2 separate regions of the Mus musculus genome follow, and region 1 is linked to region 2. The links are chromatin contacts, called in public Hi-C maps. All regions are on one chromosome and are shown on one strand. Each heading gives the region's core, a stretch centred on a gene start, on an enhancer-like site or on the middle of the called end of the contact. The rest is flanking DNA. Distances are from core to core; before and after follow the strand shown.

Region 1 (5,192 bases), core at 793-3,292, 57 kb after region 2:
CATGAAGGAGGGTTTCTCAAGCTTTCCAAGAAAAAAAAAACCAACAAGCCCGTCAGAAGAGGGTGGAGGGAGGGAAGGAAGTTCTGCGTTCCCCTGTTTGGTTAAACCTTTGGTCTCTCTGCTTTGTTTTGCTCTTTCTGTTCTGTTTCTCTCTTGAAGAGATAAAAGTATTGTGCTGGCTTAAAATTTCAGTGGAAAAAAAGTATTTTAACTTCGGTGTGGAAGGGTAGGCAAGAGTTTTTTGCTCTTTCTTCTTTACATTTCGCTGGCTATATACAAAGGCAACGAATTTAAAAGGCAGGTTATCACAGCCCTGACATACTAATTCCAAACCTTCTCCTCACCAGGTCCACAAATATTTATTTTATGCTCACTGTCTGTTAGTTTCTGGGATGCCAGGCCTGTGAGGCAGTCTTTCTACTTTCCTGGGAACAAGCTCTTGCATGCAATCCACAGACAAAATAATCAGAGGGCAATCCACCTCATTCCTCTAGCAGCTGCCAACCAAAACCTGAATCTCAGAGCAGAGTTAACCAGCCAATAAACCAGTGTGAGTAAAATACATTCAATAACAACTAGAACGCCAGCAATTGCTGGAGACCCTGGATAAGGGGACCGGTCACCTCTGTCCTTGCTAGGAAGTTTAATGCCTTGCCATGGCGATCAGGGCTGAGGGTGGGCAGAGAGTAGTGGAGAGTTACCTGAGAGCTCAGGTAGATTTTGAGGCACTCCTCGCACACCGCCTTCTTGCAGCAGGGCAGGGGCTTGATGGGTTTGTCTTCCAGGCACACCCGGCACATCAGCACCATGAGGGGCGCATAGGGGTCCCCTACTCCCCCCAGGCCAGAGTAGGGTGGAGCCCCTAATAGGCCAGGCACGGAGAAGGGCTCCGGAGCCAGGTAGAACTCCAGCTCGATGCTGCCGCCGTCGGGGGAAAGGGGGTCAGCCGGGAGCGACAGCGGGGAGCTGGGGAAGGAGGGCGGCGGGCTGGCGGGAATCGGCCCCAGCGGTGCTTGAGGTGGGGACTCCGACGGCGACGGGGACTCGGCGGAGGGGGCCTCGGGCAAGTCGCTCTCCACGCAGTACACGGAGCAGAGGACTTGCGGCTTGGCGGGGGGCGGGTGTCGCTGGGCCAGCACGTCCAGGAGCAGCCCGTCGGGGGGCTGCTGGCCGGGGGGCGCCTCCCGTGGCCCCGCTCCCTCCGCCTCGCGCTCCAGCTGCAGTTCCAGACTCTGGGGGTCCAGGGGCCCGCTGAGTGGCAGTCGCGCGGGCTGCCCTGCCGGGGCCCGGTTGCTCGCAGGCTCCTGGACACTCGCGTCCACGCAGCCCGGGTCTCTGCCGCCGCCGCCGCCGTTCGGCCGTGAAGAGGAGGCTGCAGCGCGCGGCCCGGCTGTCCGGACGCGGTCCCCTCGCGGCCTGGGGGACTCGGGCTGGCCCGCCGAGCCTCCGCCAGAGGCCCGCGCCCCGCCGCTGCCGCTCACCGTGCTCTGCTCCTCGCCCATCGCCGCCCGCGGCCTGCGCCGCCGCCGCCCATCCAGCCGCCCGGACCCCCAGCCGGCGCCGGGCAGCGCGGGCAAGCGGCTCCGCTCCACTCGCGGCGGCCCTTCTGCTTCCGGATCCCTCCTCCGGGGCCGGGACGCCCCAAGCGCCCTCCGGGGAGCCCGGGCTCCCGGGCCGCAGCGTGCGGGCAGCCGGCTCCTCCTCCTCCACCTCGTAGTCGTCGTCTTCCTCCTCGTCCGGCGCGGCCGGGCACCGCCTCGAGGACTCCGAGGGCCTCAGGCTGAGGGGGCCCGGCCCGCATGCACGTCGCGGCGCTGCCGCGGACCCGCGAGTCCCGGGTGGGGCGGAAGAGTTCCCGGGAGGCGGGAGGAGACGGTCAGCCCCGCGCCATCCCTGCCTCCGCGGCGGGGCGCGCAGCCGGCGATCCCGAGGGTCGCCGGGCCTGTGGCGTCACCGAGAGGTGGCCGAGTCCGCAAGCAGTGGCTGGTGTCCCTGGAGGAGAAGCGGGAGACCTCCCTCTCCTCGTGCAGCACCTAGGGCCCTGCTCCCTCCCCTCACCCCACCCCTTTGGCACACACCTCCCCACACGTACACACATACGCGCGCGGGCGCCCACGCACACAGTCGCACGCACACAGGAGTGAGGGTGATCTAAGCTGAGCTGTGCTCTCACCCCTAAGAATTCCCACTCGGCCCCAGCCAAATGCTTAAGCGCTTGCAGGCGCCCCTTAGTGCTCTGCTTTAAGTAGAACTTCCGACAAAAACTGCTGGACCCTGGGCTCTGGACGGAGAACACACTGGGATGTCACGCTCGAGAAGTAGAGGCGATGGTGTGCATTCTACCTGGTGCGATAGGAAGGATCTTCGAAAACCATAAATAACCCAAAAGCACTTGTCGTCTGCTCCTCCAACTATAATATTTACAAGCACTAAGGAATAACTAATCTGACATTTACTGCTTTTCCTCTGCTCAGTGTTCTCTCGCGAATTATTTTTGTGGGCTCTTGGGGTTTTGTTTGTTTGTTTGTTTGGTTTTTGTTTTGTTTCTGAACCCCTTTAAGTGGGTAGCCTGGCCTGATTAATCAGCTGGATCATCATTAGGAATCAGGGAAACTTATTAACATAACCATATTCATACCCAAAACTGTTTCCAAGGCAACAATTATATCTCAGCCAGAACTTAATTATGTGTTGATCTATCTTTATTTTACAGGAAGTATTAGTCACCCAAACACTGGTGTGATTTAGTTTTCTAAAGCCAATGAAAACATTTTTGGGAAGCCAACCATTTTTATTTTTTTAAAATAGGGAGGGAATTCAATTTACACATTCATGTCAAAGGAAAAATCTGTTAAATGTGTAGATTATTTTTTAACCTTGAAGTTGTTATTGATTTGTTCTAAAATATTTTCCAAGGCAAATGCAAAGGCTACAAGGGAACTAAGAATTCAGTATTGACCAAGCAGAGACCCAAAGGTCATGGGTTTCAATCAGGTGCGGTTGAAGCTCAGGTACACCAGAGCATGGTGACTTGCCGCCAGATGCCCTGGCACTCAGTAGTCTGACCCAAGAATGAAGAATAACTATTTTTTGATGATTAAATGGTACTCAGGCAGCCTGGAGAGATAGCTCACTCACTCAATCCTCAGTATCCACCTCAGAAACACAACCCGCTGGAAAGCCCAGACAGGTAAGTGGACGGATGTTGCTGGGACTCCAGAAGACTCCATCTCCCTGTTCAAGGATTGCCCTTTCTTTCCTTACCAGGACTTCTTCCTGCTACATGCTGCTAGCATTTCTGAGCAACATGTCATCTTCCTCTAGGTAAATCCTCTCGTGCCTGACTCCTGGGCCTGGCACCTCTAGCATGAGGTCTGGGACTCACAGGTCCCCAACAGCACAGAGGAATCATAACGCAATCCTATAATGGTGGGTCTTTGCTCAGTCTATCCCAGGTTCATGGAGCACCACTGATAAGTGTGCTGATGGGATTTCTTTCTTTCTTTCTTTCTTTCTTTCTTTCTTTCTTTCTTTCTTTCTTTCTTTCCTTTCTTCCTTTCTTTCTTTCTTTAAAAAAAAAAGAGTGAAAATATAGTTACTAGCTGGGTAGTGGTGGCACACACCTTTAATCCCAGCACTTGGGAAGCAAAGGTCAGGTGGACCTCTGAGTTCAAGGCCACTTTTGGTCTGTAGAGTAAGTTCTAAGTCAACCAGAGCTACATGTAGAAAACCTCTGTCTTAAAAACAAACAAACAAACAAAACAACAATGGCAAAAAGAAAAAGAAACAGGAAATATAGCATATATATATATATATATACATATATATATACATATATATATATATGTGTGTGTGTGTGTGTGTGTGTGTGTGTGTGTGTATAACAAAATTTTCACAGACATACTATAGACGTTAATATTGTCTCTGCTCAGACCATCAGCTGACAAACTGTATATGGCTGTTTCTGCAACAAAAGTGTCTTTAGTGTCCTGCCTATATCACTTTCAACTCTCAGCATGTCCTAACCTGAACTGAACAACTCCCATAATCCTCCACCTTTAATATCTGAACTCAAATTCAGAATTCAATGTCAGATCCAGAACCTTAGGATTCTCTTAATGACTTTGTAGTACTAGTCATTTCTATTATCACCTTTTTTTAACCTGCCCTTTGAATATGGCTTACTTGGGGCTTCCTTGAAAATTTTTAGCCAGATATTAGACTATTTAAAAACAAAATTAGCTAATTAGAAAAAAAATATGTGATAATTTAGACTCTAAATCACTTTAATTGTGCATATAAAAGCTATAGTGAAATTCTCCTGTCATGGAGAAAAATGCGTAATGTTAAATATCATTAAACAATTATACGGAAAGTACTAGAAGTAGGCAGATCTCTGTGAGTTCAAAGACAGTCTGGTTTACAGAGCAAATTACAGGAAAACTGGGGCTCTTATACAGAGAAACCCCGCCTTGAAAAACAAAAAACAAAACAAACAAACAAAAGAAACAAACAACAACAAAAACCCTGCTATGGGGGCTGAGGAGATGACTCAGCAGTTAAAAGCACTGAATGTTCTTCCAGAGGCCCCAGGTTCAGTTCCCAGCACCCACATGGCAGTTCACAATTGTCTGTAGCTCCAGTTCCAGAGGCTCAAACATCCTCACACAGATATACACAGATATACAGGCAAACACCGATGCACATGAAATAAAAATAAATTTTAAACAACTTTAAACACTAGATTTGTGTGTTCACAGGACAGTCCTCTAACTATTTAAAAGGGCACAAAGAAACCAATTATTTAACTAAACTGTGAAGTGACTAAAGAAGCCTTTCTGGACTTCTGCTCAGCTACACAGTGGACTCTGGGTCTCACCTAGTTTTCCCGCTCTTCATCTGAGGAGAAAGAGAACTTGATTCATGAAGAAAAGGGAAACTGAGTGCTTAACAGAGATGCAAAAAGCTTTGTCTTCGTTTCCACCTCAACCCATTAAGAAAACTCCAAAGAGGAAAAATTAATGAAAAAGTTAGCAAGAACACCAAACACTGTCTTTTCTTCAAAACAAGATAATACAATATATGCCCAAATATTTTGAAAACAGAAGAAATCAAAAAGAGGGAGAAAGAGGAGAAGAAAGAAAGAAGGGAGAAAGACAGAGAGGGTAGAGAAAGGATGTAGTGGGAGAAGC
Region 2 (5,170 bases), core at 1,967-4,466:
CGTGCCCCTGCAAGAGTCTCAGACATCAAAAGGTTACTCCCACACTATACCTTCATCAATGGATTTATTGATTGCTTCATTAAAACTCTCAATAGAAAATTGGTGGGAAATGAAACGAAAAGGCAGGATATGCTTGAACGATGTGTCCTGGAAAGGTAGACCTAGTCCTTGGCCCCTTTCTGCCAATTCTCTTTGCTTTCTGGAAACTCCAGACAACAGCTTCTCAGGTTCACACATCCTATAACCAGAAAGATCAGATCCAGCCAACAACAGGCTGAATCCTGATACTATAAGCCAAAATGGATCCCTCTGGATGTTCTCCTATGTTCTCTTTGTCTTAGTGACCAAAAGCTAAGTAACACAAACATTTGCTACTGACGTTTATTAATGCATTAGTTATTGAACTTTCACTAGCTAAAACACTAAAGGACTTCTGCTAAAGGTAATAGAAATATATATATATATTTATCTGATTGTTAAATAATATCATTATTTCATATGAGAGATCTGAAATATCTATTTTTTATTCCTAAACAAAAAGCTGTAATTTGGGTATCACTGGATAGAAGTATCGGGGAAAATGGACTGCATTATTGGGTCAAGAGTGTGATTACTGTAAGACTCTTAAGACACACTGTCAACAGACTTGCAAATGATGTATTTACTTACTTTGTAGCTATGGCCACTGTACCTCTCCTTTCTCTCATAAGAACACATCGGGGGCTTGGAGCACATGGGGTAATATCTGATAATAGCTTTGGTCAGTGGACGGACTTATTTACTGAAGGATGTAATAACTTATTTTCTTAGCTGCTTTGATCATATAGGGAAAATGAGATGACATGTATTTGCATAACTAAGTAATGGTTTTATAAAAGAGATTTGGAAAATGGAAAAGTAGAAACACCAGGCCTTGGTTTACCATCTAAATACTACCATTTAAAATTAGTTCTTTTATTTTCTGGATAATTCTCTCTATTTCCCTCCCCTCCACCCAATGTACGCACGCGAGCGCGCACACACATACACACACACACACACACACACACACACACACACACACACACTATCATATTCAGTCTATATGTAACTCACTTTAGTATCTTACCTGCCCACACTATACAGTGTCAGCCTTTTTTATGTTATCACTTTTGGTATCCAAGAAGCAGAGAACATATTGACTACTCTGCAATCCATCAGCAAGCAGCCACAGTCTACCTCCATGTTGACACTGCACCCAGTTAATGCATGTCACTTCAGTGGGATGAATACCTCAGTGCAAAAGGCCTCTGTATTAGAAGTTATTTCCTTAGGCTAGATTTCCAGAACTGTAATTACTAGGTCAAAGGGAATGATTATTCTAAAATTTTCAAAAACATACTGTTAAAATGATTCTCAAGGGCTGTATTAATACTACCTAATATCAACCATTTTACTACCCTTTTATCCATAGTAGACTATCGCCTAAAAAAAAAAGCATACAAACACATACACACACTCACTCACATATATACCTCAATATTTTGTCATGCAAAATAGCAGTGTTATTATATCAATGTATGCATATGTTACTAACTGTAAGTCTTAACATATGTCAGTCCATTTCACTTTTCCTGTGAGATCCTTAGCCATGTACTGGTCTAAAAGTCTGATCCTGCTCCCACACTTTACAGTATTTATGGCAATTATCTAATATTCTATGTGAAGCATGAATAGTTTCCAGCAAGCACAGCCAAAGGAGAGCCTTTACCCAGAATTCAGCCTTGAGCAGATGTTTACTTGGCAGCCTAGCTGTACTAATTAGTATCAGAAAACAGGGCAATTAAAAAAATCGACAACCAGATCTCAGGTCTGTAAATCATGGTTCTGTAAAGGGCCCAACCATCTGGATGACTCAGCCCAGTCCTCCATTTTGAGAAAAAGAAGCATGACAGTAGAGAAAGCCAAGGGACCTCAGATCACCAGGCACTCACAGCATAATGTCCCAGAGTGTGCCCTCTTAAGCCACAGCCGTTTCTCTATCTCGGAGAAGCTGATTTAACAGTCTCAAGACTTCTTTGTGTGGATTACCGATTTCTCATAGGGACAAGATGCAGTTTTTGTTTAATCTTAATTTCCTACATAACACCAGAACCTGTCCTGCATACAAGAAGCAGGACGTAGTATTTACTTATTGACATAAATTGAAACAGAATAATCAAAATCTTGGCAGACATATGTCCCCAGGCCAAAGACAGGAGATAAACATCTCTGTCTAAAGTCCTGTTGTAGGGCACAGGACGTTCGCTCCAGCCCGTTGCACTAGAGAAGCCACATAAACGAGGGGGAGCAGGTAGAAACCTCAGGACCCACAAAACCTCTGGCCACAAAGCTGGTCTTCCATATAGCAAGCCGAGACTTTGATCTCATGAGCAAAACTGGCAATGTATGATTTTCATGGACATAATTTTAGCACTGGCTTGGTTTTTTCCTGTTTTTCAATTTCTCAAGAAACAGATGCTTACAGGTGATTTTTTTTTTTTAAAGGGAAAGTACTTTTCAAAGGATCTACACTAACATGGCAACTAAGGAAACATTTTGTTTTGAGGTCTCAAAGTGATGTGACTGAATATTTCCAAAACATTTCAGTGCTAATGCACATTCAGGGAAGTACAATGCTGCCTTCTGTATCTTCCTTGTTTGCAAATTCAAATATGCCAAATTCCTTTGCTGACAAAGCATTATTAATGTATCATTTTTAAAAAGAAAAATGTATACCCTAGGCTATAATCTATCCACTAATTTATTTCTAGTTTTCTATTTTGAAACATTTGGCTTCTCTCTTACACACATATTTTTCATTGTGCTTAATCATGGTAAAATGTTTAATCACAATGTAGCCATGTGATGAGGACACAGCCCACCTTAAGTATTTTTACCTTATATAAATGCCATATTCACATGTCCTCCATTTTCCCCTCTCATGCACTTCACAGTTGCTTTTTAAAAACAAGTCAATATTGATTAAGGAGCACAGAGTCTATTCAACTGTCCTAGTGGTTCCGCTGCTTCAGCCCTTCATCTTAAGAAAATACTGTCATTAAATGTGAGAGAGAAACTTGGGTCGGTTATTTTGAAGAATGTCTCATAATGTCCATGTGGTGATTACTTCATCCTGAGAAAACCAGGTGAGCATTTTTCTGATGTGGTGTCTTGCCAAACCTCGGGCCAGGAGGCATACAGCTCAGCCCTCACTGCTGCTGATAGCAAGTGTACTCATTTAGCTAGAGCACTCCATCACAGCACAGTCTCTTCCTTCTCTGATTAACATGTAATATATAAGTTGGTGCTTGGACACAGAACCATATTTGGTTCCCCCAAGAATGTTTTACACAGTGGCTTTCCCATCTGTTGATCTGTCCCTGAATCAGACACTGATAGGCATTGCAAAATGTAGTATTTTCTAGTTGTATTATTCCTTCTACTTCTATTAGCTGTAATTCTGAGCCAGAGCACTTTGCATGCTGTGTGTGTGTGTGTGTGTGTGTGTGAGTGTATGTGTGTGAACACGTGAGCATGTGTGTACATTTATGAGAGTATGCATGTATGTGGGTGGGGGGTATGTGTGTATGTATCCTCAGTATTTCCTCTTTAAATCATCATGTAACAATCCATTACCGTCTTTCCAACTGGCCTAAGCTTGGCCAGAAGAGACCCAGTGAGTCAGCATCTTTTGGCAGGTTTGAATTAGTCTTGAATAATTCCTTGTCATGGAGCTAAATCAGCAGATTCTTCAGAGCACTGCATCTTGAATGAGGGGTAATTCTATTTGAAACCCAGGATCTGGGCTTTAGCGGTGCTCCGGTTTCTACTAAAGCATCACTACTTTAAGGCTGCATCACCTATCATCATCTCCTTCCTTATTAAACTCTGATTACAAGTTAATGCCTCTGGTTATATCCCCACTCTGCTTGTAGGTCTTATCTCCAGTGAGAAAAACTAATGCAAACAGTTCGTGTTCTCTCTCTCTCTCTCTCTCTCTCTCTCTCTCTCTCTCTCTCTCTCTCTCTCTCTCTTTCTCCCCCCACCCCCTTCCCCGAGGTATATTTCTTTGAGTAAGTGTCATAGCAAGGTGTATGTAACTTTTCTGAGTAAATTCTTTAGCATGATTATTCAGTCAGCCTGATAAACAGGTAAGTGCCTTTGTTCATTTCTTATTGTATTTATAGGTTTGCTTTGTAACATTTTCTTTTTTATTTAACTTTATTTTTGGTAAGTAAAACAATATGATTCAAGAATCAAAACTATGTGAAAAATACACAGACTGCTTTCACTTAGGCTCTCCAAAGGTTTATACCTCAAGATGGCAGCCATAGACCAGCCCTTCCACTCCATGCCTTCCCGTCTCTATCCAGTTTACCATTTTAAACACCTTTCTTTTGACATAAATAAACAAGTTTTGGCATTATTTCACTGTCTTGCCCCAATGTGTACTTAATCTTCTTGAGTTAATTTCTTATCAAATTTCTTTATCAAAACTTAACAGGCACAAGGCAGACCTCTGGTTTCAAAACGACAGAGAAGCAGCACACAGGGCTATTCCATGTTTCCAAGCCCTGCAGTGAAGACCAGCAATGGAACTAAGAAGTATTCAGAGACAGATTTTTGGCAAGCAAATCATCATGTACTGAATTTAAAAGCCACACTCATATAAAGCATTGCATTTCCAGATATATGTCACAGCATAAACAGACCCCTCCCCCCCACTAACTAAATGGGCTTTTAATTAAGAAAGGAACTTGCAGGCATTATGTACATCTCTAACTGTGCCACACATGTGAAAAAAGAACAGTCATCATAGCAGGACATATCAGAACCATGAAAATGCATCTTAGAAGTGAATATAAGGTATTTAGTGATGTCATTAGATGTAAGCCAAAAGATTCCTTGATTATAGTGACTACACAAGCCAATAACCTTCTGAAACAAACTTAAGCTGGGTAGTTCTACAAAACAATGCTAATTAGCCTTACAAGTATACATTTTATTCATGGTGTGAACTTTAACTGGAAAGCCATTAAATATTCAGAATCAGTTCATCTCTTTCTTGCATACATAGACACTTACACATACACATACACATTCACACGCACACATACACACACTGAAATACAGGAAATTGAAGCTAGAA

The links. Hi-C and Micro-C count contacts between places; a contact is called where the count stands out from the background.
Region 1: a contact with region 2 is called in a Hi-C map of the N1E-115 cell line, with 2.8 times the contacts expected there. The contact joins the promoter of Rnf217 here to the enhancer-like site in region 2. A contact is called at or near these places in 4 of 39 promoter capture datasets (the 3T3-L1 cell line, 3T3-L1-derived adipocytes and liver), 1 of 15 datasets of contacts at CTCF or cohesin (the NIH/3T3 cell line), 24 of 484 Hi-C or Micro-C datasets (the 3T3-L1 cell line, the C3H10T1/2 cell line, LSK cells and 15 more), 7 of 115 datasets of contacts at active chromatin or transcription factors (bone marrow-derived dendritic cells, bone marrow-derived macrophages, embryonic fibroblasts and 3 more) and 2 of 9 other capture datasets (adipose tissue and pancreatic islet).

Annotation. Positions count from the first base shown.
Region 1 is chr10:31,607,683-31,612,874 of GRCm38.p6, forward strand. Rnf217 (ring finger protein 217) reads right to left here and starts at 2,043. Exons shown (of 6, transcript NM_001146349.1): 1 at 702-2,043. The coding sequence starts at 1,502.
Region 2 is chr10:31,549,780-31,554,949 of GRCm38.p6, forward strand. All of the region lies in intron 1 of Rnf217 (ring finger protein 217), which reads right to left. Among named protein-coding and RNA genes, the nearest start is that of Rnf217, 57 kb to the right of the region's middle. Within about 2 kb of position 3,217, at least 30 of the 459 cell types and tissues checked have an H3K27ac peak or open chromatin away from gene starts, as enhancers often do. A contact at or near this core is called in the C3H10T1/2 cell line, the MNK3 cell line, the N1E-115 cell line and 2 more, where this site is marked.